Linked DNA regions of Triticum aestivum: region 2 is linked to region 1. The links are chromatin contacts, called in public Hi-C maps. All regions are on one chromosome and are shown on one strand. Each heading gives the region's core, a stretch centred on a gene start, on an enhancer-like site or on the middle of the called end of the contact. The rest is flanking DNA. Distances are from core to core; before and after follow the strand shown. Region 1 holds the start of LOC123086448. Region 2 holds the start of LOC123086450 (root phototropism protein 2).

Region 1 (6,974 bases), core at 1,672-4,171:
GGCTCCGAGCTGTCCACGAGGTATGGAGGCGCGCCCAGGGGGGTGGGCGCGCCCCCACCCTCGTGGGCAGCCCAGGACTCTTCTGGCCCAACTCTTTTACTCCATATCCTTCTTCTGGTCCAAAAATAAGTTTCGTGAAGTTTCAGGTCAATTGGACTCCGTTTGGTTTTCCTTTTCTGTAAAACTCAAAAACAAGGGAAAAAAACAGAAACCGAAACTGGCACTGGGCTCTAGGTTAATAGGTTAGTCCCAAAAATCATATAAAATAGCATATAAATGCATATAAAACATCCAAGGTTGATAATATAATAGCATGGAACAATAAAAAATTATAGATACGTTGGAGACGTATCACATCCTGCAGTAGTGGTTGAGCCTAGCTTATTTAGGTTTTGTGCTTGATAAGTTAAATGCTAATTTTATTTCGCATTTATTCAAGCCTAAACCATAAATGTTTTTAAAACGCCTACTCACCCCACCTCTAGGTGACGTCTAGGTCCTTTCAACCGGAACCCCATCATGATTAAGGAGTCGGTCTCAGTATGAAGGACCATTGGAGCCCCACCCCTTCCTTAGTTGTGTATCGGTTGTTTGTCACCCTTCGACTACCCCTTTGGGCTCTCTAGTGTTGTAGTGTTGTCCAATTGCTCGGTGCCCTTCGGCTACGTCGATAGTATCAAAGTTGTCATGGTTTGGTCAAAGTTTTCTCTTCCATTTGCGCATCCCATAGTTTTTTGTCACGGTCTTTGCACTAGTTTGCTTGTGGTGCGCGAGGATGGTGCCCACAATGTCTAGGCTATGCATTGATTTTTGATGGCGTTCTTGTGTTGCCTTGGCGAAGCAAAGGTGCCCCTCATTGTGGGCTTCCCTGGGGTGTCCTCATTGTGTGTGTGTGTGTGGAGGGAAGGGTGCATAATTGTTTTTTTGGTTCTCTGTTTTCTGTAATTCACGTGTGCTTTGGTTCATTTAAACCTATCTCATAAGAGGTTGTGAATCTTCATAAAAAATATAGACGAAAATATTCATATGTATATCTCCTTGACTATTCAATAAAAAATTATTGTTTTAATTACATTTATAAATACCCCTTATGGGTGACACAATGGCAAGCTTTACTCTACTCTAGGATGCTAGACATGACAACTCATTGGGTTGACAACTAACATGCACTATTTAGGGGCATACAAAGGGTATGCCAAATTTCACCAATTCAATATGAATTATATAAAAATGTATCAATGAACATGTATGGCTAGGGGTTGTGCATCATATTGAATGCGTCCTTAGTAAACACAGCTTGACTTGTCTACCTAGCCAGGTATGACATCGTTGTGACATATGGGGCCATCTTTGTCAGTTTGTGAATAATAACATGGAGTAGAACACAACATCTCAGTTGAGGTGAAATTTACTCATAGAAGTTTTTTGTAAAGAGAATTTGTCCAAAAGTTCGTCGGTTCAAAGAGAACACTTGCTCTGCCTTTTTCGATCGAAATATAGATGTGGTAATATTAGATTCCATCTCTCATCGATGAACTTTACAAAAGACCCTTGAACAATTATAGCATGGGTCGTCTGTCGCCACCGCGACGAAGCCGGCAATCCCGCCTCGCCCCATCCATCTTCTTCGACGCCGCGAACCGTCCCTGCACGGCAATCCTATGCCATCACATCCTCAACATCGTCTCTATCCAGGAAATCTGATGGTCGGAGGTCTCTCCTCCCAAGGAAAGGCAACTAGTGTTTATGCCTCCCGCCGGCGGGGCCGCCGATCTACCACGTCTCCTATGGCCTTAGAGTCATGGGTGCGCGGTGAATCCTGATCCTTGTTGGGGGGAGGCTCCATTTTTAGATGCTTCTTCAAGTTTTGTTAGGGTTTCTATCTTGTTCAGGAAGAGATGGCGGTGACTCGAAGATGAAATAAGGTTCTCCCTGCCTAGCCCCCATCCCGGTGGTGCGTCTAGCATCGTCAGAGGGTGTGTGGAGGTGTGTCTGCGGCGGATCTCGCGGGATTCAGTCGATGGTTGTCTTTGGTGGATCGTCTCGGACCCGGTCTTCGTTTGTCTTTGTTCGTGTGTCTTCAGGTCAGATCATTTCGATCTACGCTTCTCTTCATCGACGACGGTTGATATTCTGGTGTGTTGGTCTTATGTGGCCTGAGCACGACGATTTTTCGACTGTTTACTATAATAAGTTGTGACCTGGCTCTGGTGAGGGAGGGGCGATGAAAGTGGCACGCTTTCGGCTCAATTCAGTGCTTGTAGTTGTTGCTAGTCGGTGTACGGATCTGAATGCAATTTTTATTATTTGTGATGTTCGTTGTGGTGTCATGATTGAAGACAAATAGATTAAAAGTTTTCCGTAAAAAAAATCTAATGGCCGGAGAGTATATTGTGATTTTATGAAATTTATCCATTCCATTGTTGCGCCAGTAGACCCGTTAATACCGTTATAGAACGATGATAACCAGGTCTGGAATCCAGTCGTTGGCAAAGGACTCGACAAAAGTCTAGCAATCACGCTCACTGCCGGTGGGCTTCAGCTCGGTCCCACACCTCAGCGACCTACAAACATAGGGCTTTACAAAAAGACCGCACCACCTCGCAAATCATCTCTCTCAGGACAGGAGCATCCAAACGTTGGGAGCAAAGGCGTTCTCCGCCGGCCGCCCGAGCCGGCACGCCCGGCCCCACAGGTCAGTCAGCAGCACCGCCATTCTTACAGAAAAGCCCCCCTCCGATCTCCCGTACACAAACGAACCCCTCACGGCTGGACCCCACTCTCCAGCGAGCAGAAGCCCAGCTGTCCAGGGGCAGAGCGGTAACTCCGCCGGGGCGGACGTGCCAACTGTGAGCCCGCGTATTTTATTGCGGGAAAAAACCAGGGGGGGATTTATTTCCATCCGAGCCCCTGAGAAAATGCGTCCCCATTAAAACCTCTCTCCTTCCTTCCTGTCTCTCTCTCTCCCTAAAATCTCTCTCCTTCACCTCACTCTCTCTCCACCCCAACCCCCGCTGCCGAATCCCCAAACCCCCGCCGTCGCAATCACCCGCCCGTGGGGGCAGCCGCGCGCGGATTTCTGTGGACTCCGGCGTCCCCGGCCCGGATTGATCCCGCCGCCCCTGCTCCCCTCCTCCCGATTCTCGCCATCCAATCCTTCCTTTGCTCCCTTCCTTTCCCGGCCGCCTCCCTGGTTTCTTGCCGAAATTGCCTGCCACCTGTTTGGACTCCGGACGCGCGCATAACTTGCCTCGCCATTGCGGCTGCTCTGCTCAGCCCGGCTGCTTCCTTGGATCTGCTAGCTCGCCTGCCGCCGGCCTCCGGGCCGCGCATGCCCGTCCTCCCCCGCTCCGAATCTCGTCCTCGTTTCGGAGGCCCTCGTCGTATGCGGATGAGGAGGGGATCCTGACCTGACTCTTGCTCGGCTCCGGCGGTCCCCTTCTTGGATCCTCGCTCGCGGCGGAGGCGTGCCGGGATGGGTTTCTTGATCTGCGCCTGCCTCCTCCAGCTGCTCTTCTTGGGCTCTTCTCCGGCGGCGGCGCAGTCGCCGTCTCCGGCGAGGGCCCTGGACGCAATGCTGCAGGGCTACGCGTACCGGGCCTTCGTCCGGCCGCACACCGGCATTGTCTACAACGGCACCGTGCCCGCGGACCTCGCCGGCGTCGCGGTGTCCGGGCTCCGCCTGCGCAGCGGCAGCCTGCGGAGGAAAGGCTTCTCCGACTATTTCGAGTTCAGCATCCCCCCTGGCGTCATCGTGCAGCCGTACGTGGAGAGGGTGGTGCTCGTGTACCACAATTTGGGCGAGCTGTCGGAGAAGTACTACCCGCTCCCCGGCTACACCTACCTCTCGCCCATTCTCGGCCTGCTGGTCTACGACGCTGCCAACTTGTCAGCAGCGGGGTTGTCCGAGCTGAGCATCGTCGCGTCAGGGAGCCCCATTTCTGTGAGTTTCAGCAATGTGAGGGCGGTGCCCCCAGGCAGTCCAGCGCCGCAGTGTGTCTGGTTTGATCTGGATGGCGTGCCACAGTTCCGGGGCTTGGAGGCAAACAACGTGTGTGCAACGTATCGCCGAGGGCACTTCTCCATAGTGGTGAACTCCAGTGAGGTTGCTCCTGCTCCAGGGCCTTCAGGCGCAATTGCCCCACCGATACCGACTAATGGTGGTCGTGATAAGGGTAGTTCGGACGCATGGAAGATTGCTGTCGGCGTTGTTGGGGGCGTCATTGCATTGGGTCTGTTGGCTTTGCTTCTGGTATGTTTCGTCAGATATAAAAGGGAAAAGAAGATGGAGGTGATGGAACGAAATGCGGAGGTCGGGGAGACTTTGCGCATGGCGCAGGTTGGGCGGTCGCAAGCGCCTGTAGCGTTGGGAACGCGAACAAAACCTGTGATTGAGAGCGAGTATGTTGTGTAGTTGATCTTTGGTGTTCTGCAGAATTCAGGCAACAGCAGCAATGCTCTATGATGATGCCCTGAGATGTGGAATTGTCCACCGGTCAGTTGAGGCAGAACGCATTCCATGTCAGTGAGGGTGCTGTGAATTGCTAGGTTTAGGGTTCAGCCGCTGCTCCTTGCGGGTAGCAAATTCTTTTGGCGGTTCTTATTAGGACTTGAATTGTTCTGCAATGGTTGCTGTTGATGTTCATAGTCGCCATGTTCCTTGTTGGGTTCATCTGCAAGCAAGCAATGGAGAAGAGATATTTGTCATGCCAGATTTGGAATCCTTCGATTATTTTTTCATTGTTGTATTCAGAAGGAAAATGGGCCTGGCAATAAGGCTGAGGTAATATTCATTGCACATGCCATTGTGCTGTTCCAGTGAAATTCATACAGGTTCCAACTCAATTCCATTTTGGTGCCTTTTAGCTTCTCCTGTTTGGACAAATGTTTAATACAATGTAAATGTTTACTCATTTAGTTTGGTTTGGTAACTAATCTGCTTATTTAGATTTCATTGTTGCTTGTTTTAAACATGCAGTCTGTATGCAGTGAGAACCTTCCTTTTTTCTTCTCAGAAAGGTTCTCATTTCTGTCTGTACCTTCTTGATGATCCAACCTTGTGATTTAAGAATTAACATGCAGTCTGTGTGCAATGAGAACTTTCCTCTGTCTTCTGAGAAATTTTCGCATTTCTAGTTGTACCTGATTGATGATCGAACCTTGTGATTTAACATTCAGTCTGTCTGCAATGAAAATTTTCCTTTGTCTTCTTAGAGATGTACGCATTTCTAGCTGTACTTTCTTGATGATCGAACCTTATGATTTTTTTTCCAAAGTAATACTAAACTCTTGAACTTACAAGGGTGTCATTGTTATTGTTTGTCATTAACAATTTTAGTTTCTTTCATGCTGAGTTGGGTAAGAATGGCTTGAATGCAGCTTTATAAAATAGCAAAAGAATGTTTAATTGGTGTAAGTGTGATCAAACATCAAAATGAAGATAGAGCAGATGATTTGATAATTCTCTGCTAACAAAAATGAGAGAATTATATTTGTTGGTATAATTTTGGGTCAGTCTGCTGTTTCAAAGTTAGTTAGCACTTTAGGGTATTATTTTTCCAGCATAGTGTTGTTCGCGAGGCATTGGATGATGGACGGCGAAAGCAAGGTGCATTTACATTAGAATAATTTAGTTTCAAGTTCGTTGCATAAGTCCTGTCTTTAGTATTGCTCATCACCTTTACTTAGGCTGGCCATGGGTCTGTCCTCTGTTTCTCGCACTTTAACAATCGACAAGGTAATTTAACAAAGGCACTTGACCGAAAGTCGAAACTCAGGTGGAGATACTTGTCACAAAATCCCCTTGGGTGGAGGTCATGAGCAATCTATAATTCGACAGCCTGCCTCTGGTCCAACCTTTTGGAGCATGCTGTGCTCCTTTAGGCAGCATTGTTCTTTGCTGTCAGTCATGGGTGCACGTTCATCCGATCATTTCCATGCTGGATATGGTATAAGCTGATCATTTCCATGTTGCAGTATCAAATAAGCACTAGGAGGCTTAGAATAGCCGTCACTTTGCTGATCATGTTTTAGTGGTCAAATGTTTCTGTCACATGAAAATTTCAAACTAGATACCCACATTCTGTACTATTTTTTTAAGAATACGGTGCTGAAGTTGAGCGTTGAAAATTTTCCAGACGAGATATAAACATATCCTTTCTGTAGTGGTGAGTGGTGCTGAAGTGTTCTGCAGAAGCAACCCTGAGTAGTATAATGATGGTGCTAAGCTGGTAGCACTTGCCTGCACTTAGAGGCAAATGTAATCAATTTTGTACTATACAGGGTTAGTCCTGCACGCATGTGAGCGGCACCCTGATCCTTGCAGATCCTGCCAACTTATGCCAGCCAGCTGAAACGAATGGAATAGAGGCAAGAAACAAGCACAAGCCAGGCCACTCGCTCGCTCACGCAGATGATGGCAGAATGTTCTGGGGCTTTGTTGCCCTTGTTGCGAGGCCATGCCTTTCTCTTTGGCTGTGGCTGTACAACCCAGAACCCAAAGCGACAGCATCCATGTCTCGGAGAGGGCCGGGGCCAAGGCCAGCTAAGAACCCGGAAATTTGGCCCGATTTTCCCAGGAAATTGCCTTGCTGTTTCCTTACCAATGTGTGAGATTTTGGCCCGGAAACTCGAATCATTCCATGTGAGGTTCGTAAGTTTCAAATGGGGTCTCCAACAAGGATGTACGTACTGAAGAATGGGGCCGGGAGGTTGGCCCCTGGTGTGGTGTGGTCGGCAGCTTTGGAAGCTGGTGGCGCAAACACTGGCATTGTGCACGGGAATCTTCGCTGTCACCTGCACCAGCCCACTGCATAGGACAGCTCATACATTTGTTTCATCGCCAGCCACAGGCAGTGTGTTTGTTTGTTCGGTTTTGTTTTGTTGGTTTGTTTACTGTAGTATGTACTGACCCTCCCTTTGCTGTACTACTTTACTACTACTACTACGACCACTTACTGGAGTGGAGGGTTATT
Region 2 (6,974 bases), core at 2,910-5,409, 170 kb after region 1:
CACTGCGCTAGCCCCCGCAGTGCTTTTTAGCGGGAGGAGCGGGGGGCGCGGGCGGGCCGTACGGCAGTGGCAGGAGCCCTGGCTGCTGGGGCACCGGGAAGGGTGCCTGATGACGATGTTGGGATGTCGGGGCAGCGGGAGGCGTCGGAGGCCCGCCGCGGGTGGTACCGGCGGTGAGGGCGGTGTGGATGGCGCGCGTCTTCACCTGCTTCATCCGCCGCTCCTACAAGCGAAGGTACGCAACAAACTTGGCGAAAGACGAGTTGGGGATGAGGCTGAGGTTCCCCGCGGCGTTACCGAAGTCCTCGTTAAGCCCGACGGTGAGCGTGCTGAGGAGGAGGTCATCATCGACCTTGGCGCCGATATCACAAAGCTCGTCAGCGAGAGTCTTAAGGCGGCGACAATAGTCGTCGATGGAGGTGTTGTCCTGATGACACCCAAAGAACTCTTGCTGCAGAAAAACGCGGCGCTGGAGCTTGTTGTCGGTGAAGAGCCCGTTCAGCTTGGTCCACACGGCGCAGGCATCATCACCATCCATCAGAACCGTCTGGAAGAGGTCAGGCATGATGGTGAGGAAAAACCAGCGGATGATCGTGGTGTCGATGGTGGACCAGTCGTGAAACTCGGGGACGAGGCTGGAGTCGACGGTGCCGTCCACGTGGTCCATGAGATGGTACTCCCGGAGCACGAGGGAGAAGTACGTCTTCCATGTGTGGTAGGAGGAGTCCGCCTGAAAGAGACGAACCGGCACCCGCTCGAAGATGTTGAGCTTGCGGATGTCGTTGACGTCGGGAGGGTTGGCATCGGCGAACGGGTTGGAGTTGGTGGACGCAGAGGAGGTAACTGACGACATGGCGCGGCGGCAGCAGCGGCTTCAGATGACACAGATGCAGTGCAGCGGGAGGCTGACGAAGCGAGGTGACTCGGCGCGGGCTGGCGGGGACGATCGCACGGGCAGACGAGTTGCGTGTCTGGGCGATCGCGAGAGCTGGCGAGCGGGTGGCTGGACGATCGTGAGCTGGCGAGCGGGGTTAGCGGGCGGCGGGGTTGGGTGCCGGGTGCGCGGGTTAGCGGGCGGCGGGTTTGGGAACGGGTGGAGCGACGCGGGCGATTGGCGGTGCTGGGCGCGGTGCGAGCGGGATCGATTCCCAGCTAGCTAGCGACACAGCGCGGGCGTGGAGAAAAGTCAGCGGGACGCTGGCTAGCTAGCGACGCTGCGGCAGCGTAGAGGAAAAGCAGCGGAGCGAGGCGGCTGGGTAATGGTGGCGGCGGCAGCGCGGAGAGGTCGCGTGGCGGCGGCGGAAGCGAGAGGAAAACCTAAAAAGTTGATACCATATTGGATGTATGAATTGCACGATGTATTAATTTGGTGCAATGTGCACGGTATATATAAATATAAGGTAGGGTCTCTACCTCAATCTATACAACAAACTAGAGAGGTGGGCCTAATATACAAAAGACAATATACATGCACGAATATCATACTCATACACAGCCTGCTATTCCAGTAAACAATTGGATATGATCAAGAAAGGTAGAAGGGATGTCTAGGAGGCTGTTAATATTTCAACGAGGAATTTAGGGACTTGGCAACCTCTTTCGTCTGAGGTCATTAAGATCAATGTTGATGCCTGCTTTGTGGAGAACATGAGTGCTGCCAGCGTGAGGGTTACTGCTAGAGATCATACGGCTAAGTCATCATTTCTTTTAGAGATTTTATTAGGCTAGGCATGTGTATTGATGAAGCGGAGTTTTGTGTGTGCCTTGTCAGGCTCTATATCGGTATCAGTCTCAATAAATCTATAATTGTAGAATCTAATAGCTTCTTTGTGGTTTCCTATCTTGCAAATGATATTCTTAACAGGTCCTCTTTTATTGATTTTAAGAGGGAAGCGCTTAGCATCATGCAAATAATTTCAAGATCTTCAAGATCAATAGCCAGTCAAACACGACGGCTCATAAGATTGCTAAGTTTGGTTATGATAATATGTCTAGCGGTTTTATTATTCAGTTTGACTAATTCACATCTAGATGTTTTTTAAGGATGTCACATCTAAGTTCCCACAAATATATAATGCAGCAACAAGAAAAAAAAAACTAAGACAAAAAAAATAGATCACGAACAGAGTGTACATGAGCTTAGATGTGACATAAATGTGTCCTAAACAGACCCATTATTATTTATAGTATTCCGCCCTGCGCGACGTATACTGTAATGAACGATTGTAAGCATTTTTAAATGTTTTTAGGGAAAACACTTTTTAAATTGATTAATACTATATATGGGGGTGTTTCTCGAAAAAACAATCGAGAGAAAGGAAGCTTGAAAGGAAAACCAGCGAGGTGAGAAAGCTCCAGCTGAATCCAACCCTTTCCACTTTCGCGCCTTATCCCGTGGGATCTCCGGATACGCCGGCCCCACCACTGAACCTTCTCCCTGACGCGGCCGCCTCGCACTGGTCTAGCGTACGGCGCCCCGGATCTCCACGGGCCCCCCAACGCTATCCTCCGACGTGGCCATCCCCGGGCCACGGCTTCCGCAGCCGGGAGAAGCAGCGCCGCTTGTACGGGGGCGTCCGTCGGTGTCTCGGCCAGCGTCATAGCGCCGCTAGTGGAGGAGGGACGCCGACGGCGAGCTGTTGCTTGTATCGAAGGACTGCTGGGTCTGGGTAGGCGAAGGAAACGTCTTCGGCAGTGACTTGTTCTGTTCGTATGTGCATTCTTGGAATGCTGCGACAACAATTGAGGGATGAAAAGGGCAGTCCATGGCGAGGAGGGTGAAGCTGATCACGACGGCTGTTTTAGCTGGTTCGCTGAGTTGGCTCTCGTCTTATCCACTTTCCAAAATCTGCATTTTGGCCTTCGGATGAGCTCTTCATCGTCTTTGGCCGTTCTTTCCTTTCTAACTATTTTTTGGCCGCGAACCGATTGTCTCTCAGATGGTTATATTTTCTGTGGTGGAACCAGCCCATTAGAGTGCAAATTATAGATCATCGGTGCTCGCATTTTTCTTGGATTTATTGCAAGTTTATCGGCGATGTTCATTCAATGGGAGAAAAAAAATCCATCGACTACGAGCCGTCTGTAATGACTTCATCAATCTCAAGATAACGTGTTGACTCGGTCTCAAGAGTAGAGTGTGCGCATCCATTCATAAAAATGAGTGTATGTGCGCATATATAAGTGTTTACACCTGTACTATATTAAGAAATAGTATTCCTTTGATACGCTTTTGTTTGTGTGGACCGAGTGCATCCTGTCGCACCGGGTTCACTTTTTGTAGCTCGCTTAAATGAAAAATATATATCATAACATTACTAACAATGTGATTGTAAGGGACTAGTTAGAAACCAGTCGACTGAAAATGTGATTTGGGTCAGCTGACTAGTTTCAGCCATCCGATGAAAAACAGACGTATAGATGAGTGTCTTCGACCTCAAGCCATCGTCTTCTTTCTTCGAACCACCGAGCCGCCACCATCCCTCAGTCGGCGATGCTCCCGAGCCAGCCTCGCCACCCCGCCCTTCCCCCACCGCCGTGCTGCCGCCCCCCACCAGCCATCCCTCTAACCCCGGCCATGAAACATTTTCTCCGGCAAACCTGCACCGCCCTAACACCCCTAAGATAGATAGTGGGGGAGCTTCTCTGGCGAGCTTCTTCCTCCCCCCCCCCCCCCCCCCCCCCCCGACAGTTTCTTCACTCAATAAAAAATCGAATGGCCCAAATTCCAAATGTAGGCGACTTAGGGCCTATTCGGCAATGCCCCAGCTCTCAACTCCCAAAACTTCTCGTGAGAAGCCACCCCGAAGGCCCGATACTCGTGAAGCTAGATTCTAGAAGCAACGTTGAGAAGCTGAATCTTTGAAGTTTGGGAAGCTTGGAGGACTTCAGAACACGCTTTTACAAATAACTATTGTGTGATTGTAAATGTAAAGCCAGTATTTAACCACGTGATGTAGATTACACCCACAAATGTGTTGATCAAATAACCAGTGTAAAGTACTACGGAACATGCATAGGTTGCCATCAAACATGACGGAGGGCAGCAACTTGTCCGGATTGTCTCCGGGCCGCTCCTTCCAGGGAACAGAGCCACAGCGAACACTGGCCACAAGTCGCATGCATGCCGATGCCGAGAACCAAGACGCCATCCAATCCAATCAAATTCCCGAACCCCAAACACATGCACGTACCTGTCATGGACACGCTGACCTAACACCAGCCATGCAAAAATGGAGCCCTCCGCCATCACAAGAAAATACTTGGACGGAGAATTTATTTGGAATCTCTATATATCCCGTGGTGTTCTGGATGCTGCCTCCCGGGGCAGAGCTCGATTGCACGAACGCACGCCTTCGTCTAGCTCTAGACACGTACGGCTCTCCGGTGCCTTGCTGTCCATGCAAGCTTCTTCCAGATCCAGCTCCATGGAGAGGACCAGCCAGTGGTACGTGACCATGTCTTTGCACAGTGCGAATTGCTTGCTCGTCCATGTCACTCGTACGCTCATGTCTCGTTTCTTTGAATTGGTTCGAGCAGGGTTTCGTCGCAGGACGTGCCAACGGACCTCATCGTCCGGGTCGCCGGCGCCGCCTTCCCTCTACATAAGGTTAGTCGTCTTCCACCTCCCGGTCGATCTCTCCAACTCCTCCTCACGTGTGTACAAGAAAAAAGTGTCGCCGGTGATCATGGTCTGACGTGGGCACAACTAAATGCTTCCCGTGCAGGCGGTGATGGTGCCCAAGTGTGGCTACATCCGCAAGGCCGTCGCCATGGCCACGCGCCCCGACCCCGCGGCGACCGTCGAGATCGAGCTCGACGGCCTGCCGGGCGGCGCCGACGCCTTCGAGAAGGCCACGCGCTACTGCTACGGCGCCAACTTCGAGATATCCGCTCGCAACGCCGCCCCCCTCCTCTGCGCCGCCGCGTTCCTCGACATGCAGCCGGCCGACGGCGGCCTCGCGCGCCGCGTTGAGGAGTTCCTCGCGCAGGCGGGTCTCCGGACGCTGCTCAACGCGATCGCCGTGCTGCGGTCCTGTGAGGGCCCGCTCCTCGTGGCCGCCGAGGAGCTCGGCGTCGCCCGGCGCGCGGCCGACGCCGTGGCCCTGCGGATCTGCAACGAGGTGCTTTTCCCGACGCGGTCGCCGCCGGAGTGGTGGGCGTCGGAGCTCGCAGCTCTCTCGCCAGCGTCGTTCCACAGGGTCTTTGCGGCGCTGCGCTGCCGACGCGCCGGTCCTGAGGTGCTCGTCGCCGCGGCCACCGCCTACGCGGAGCTCCTGCTGGCCGACGGCAAAGCTTCCGACCACCGCGCCCTCCTCGAGTCTGTTGTCGCCGTGCTCCCTTCAGCGAACGACGCGCCCCTTCCCGCAGCGTTCCTCTGCCGCCTCCTGCACGACGCCGTCACCTCCGAGGCCTCCGCCAAGACGTGCCGCGACCTGGAGCTCCGCCTCGCGGCCGTGCTCGACCAGGCCACAGCGGGCGACCTGCTCGCCTTGGCACTCGATGGCGCTGGTGAGCGCGTCATTAACACCGAATCGCTCCGGCGTGTGGTCGCCGCGTTTGTGGAGCGCGAGTCCGGTGCCGGACGGAACAGGAGGGCGTCGCTGTCCGGAGCGGCGGCGCTGGGCGCAGGGGCGCTGCAGAAGGTGGCCAAGATGGTGGACGAGGTGGCGGCGGAGATCGCGACGGACGAGTCCCTGCCGATCTCCAAGTTCGTGGGCGTCGCCGGCGCTGTGCCCAAGGACGCCCGCGCCACCCACGACTGCCTCTACCGCGCCGTGGACATCTACCTCAAGGCGCACCCGAAGCTGGACGAGATCGAGCGGGAGAAGGTGTGCAGCGTCATGGACACCCTCAAGCTCTCCTACACGGCGCGCATCCACGCGTCCCAGAACAAGCGCCTGCCGCTCCAGGCCGTGCTCAGCGCACTCTACTACGACCAGCTCAAGCTCCGCAGCGCCGGCGTCGGCCACGACGACGAGGATAGCGATGCGCGGTCGGAGGCCGGGTCGGCGCGCATGCAGGCCAAGGCGGACGCGGCGCTGGCGCGGGAGAACGAGGCACTGCGGTCGGAGCTGGCCCGGATGCGGGCGCACATGTCGTCCGGCGTGCAGCAGAGCAAGGGGAGCGGCTCGAGGACGGCGGCGACGGCGACAGTGCCGGGGAAGAAAGCGAGCTTCTTCGGGTCGATGTCACGCACGCTGAGCCGGCTGAACCCGTTCAGGGCCGGCGGCGGGTGGTCCAAGGACACGTCGAGCATCCGTGACAGTAGGGGCGGCGCCATGAATGTGGTCAAGCCCAAGCGGAGGAGGTCCTCCATAAGCTAAGACTCAATATATATCATCCATGATGAGATAGGTGCATGTAATTCGGTCTCATTTCATTCGTATGATCACTGGTGTGTACTGTGCGTGTAGAGGAAGATCATGATCGTAGTTCTCATGATTCTTCCCTTTTTTTCAGTTAGTGTGTGTCATCTATTGTACTACTAATCTACTATGTACTGTATGATGTATGTTGGGCATTGTATATTAGTAGAAAGAAGAAGTGTTCAATTCAACTATACTTCCTCCGTGGATTGGCAATTTGGGACCAGCTCTCTGGATTTAACATGAACTTTCAAAAGGGGTAAAATGGTTCAGATCTTGTAACTGAAAAGGGAAGATTCAGTTCGGTTGTAGTACGTGGTAAATTTTCTGATGGGCTTGAATGACAGCTGCTTCGTCACCCCCTAGCTAAGAGTCCTTTGTGACCAGCTCGCGTGTACAGCCGGACACCTCAAACCATCCCTCGTACGTCCGCGGATGCGTGACCGGACACCTCAAACCATCCCTCTTACGTCCGCGGATGTGTGACCGGACATGAGACAGAAGGATAAACATGACCCAACCGGACCCCACATATCATCTCTATACGCTCGGGCGTCCGCGAACCCTCATATCCATCTAAAAATGGGGAGGATATGAGGGCTCGCG

Evidence for each region. A called contact is a pair of places that touch in the nucleus more often than the background predicts.
Region 2: a Hi-C map of leaf shows a contact between it and region 1, with 4 times the contacts expected there. The contact joins the promoter of LOC123086450 here to the promoter of LOC123086448 in region 1. A contact is called at or near these places in 3 of 5 Hi-C or Micro-C datasets (leaf and an unstated tissue).

The regions. Positions count from the first base shown.
Region 1 is chr4A:472,879,554-472,886,527 of IWGSC CS RefSeq v2.1, forward strand. It overlaps LOC123086448, which reads left to right and starts at 2,922. Exons shown (of 1, transcript XM_044508212.1): 1 at 2,922-4,931. The coding sequence starts at 3,476. The coding sequence ends at 4,414.
Region 2 is chr4A:473,052,414-473,059,387 of IWGSC CS RefSeq v2.1, forward strand. LOC123086450 (root phototropism protein 2) reads left to right here and starts at 4,160. Exons shown (of 3, transcript XM_044508213.1): 1 at 4,160-4,447; 2 at 4,540-4,609; 3 at 4,728-6,559. The coding sequence starts at 4,233. The coding sequence ends at 6,326.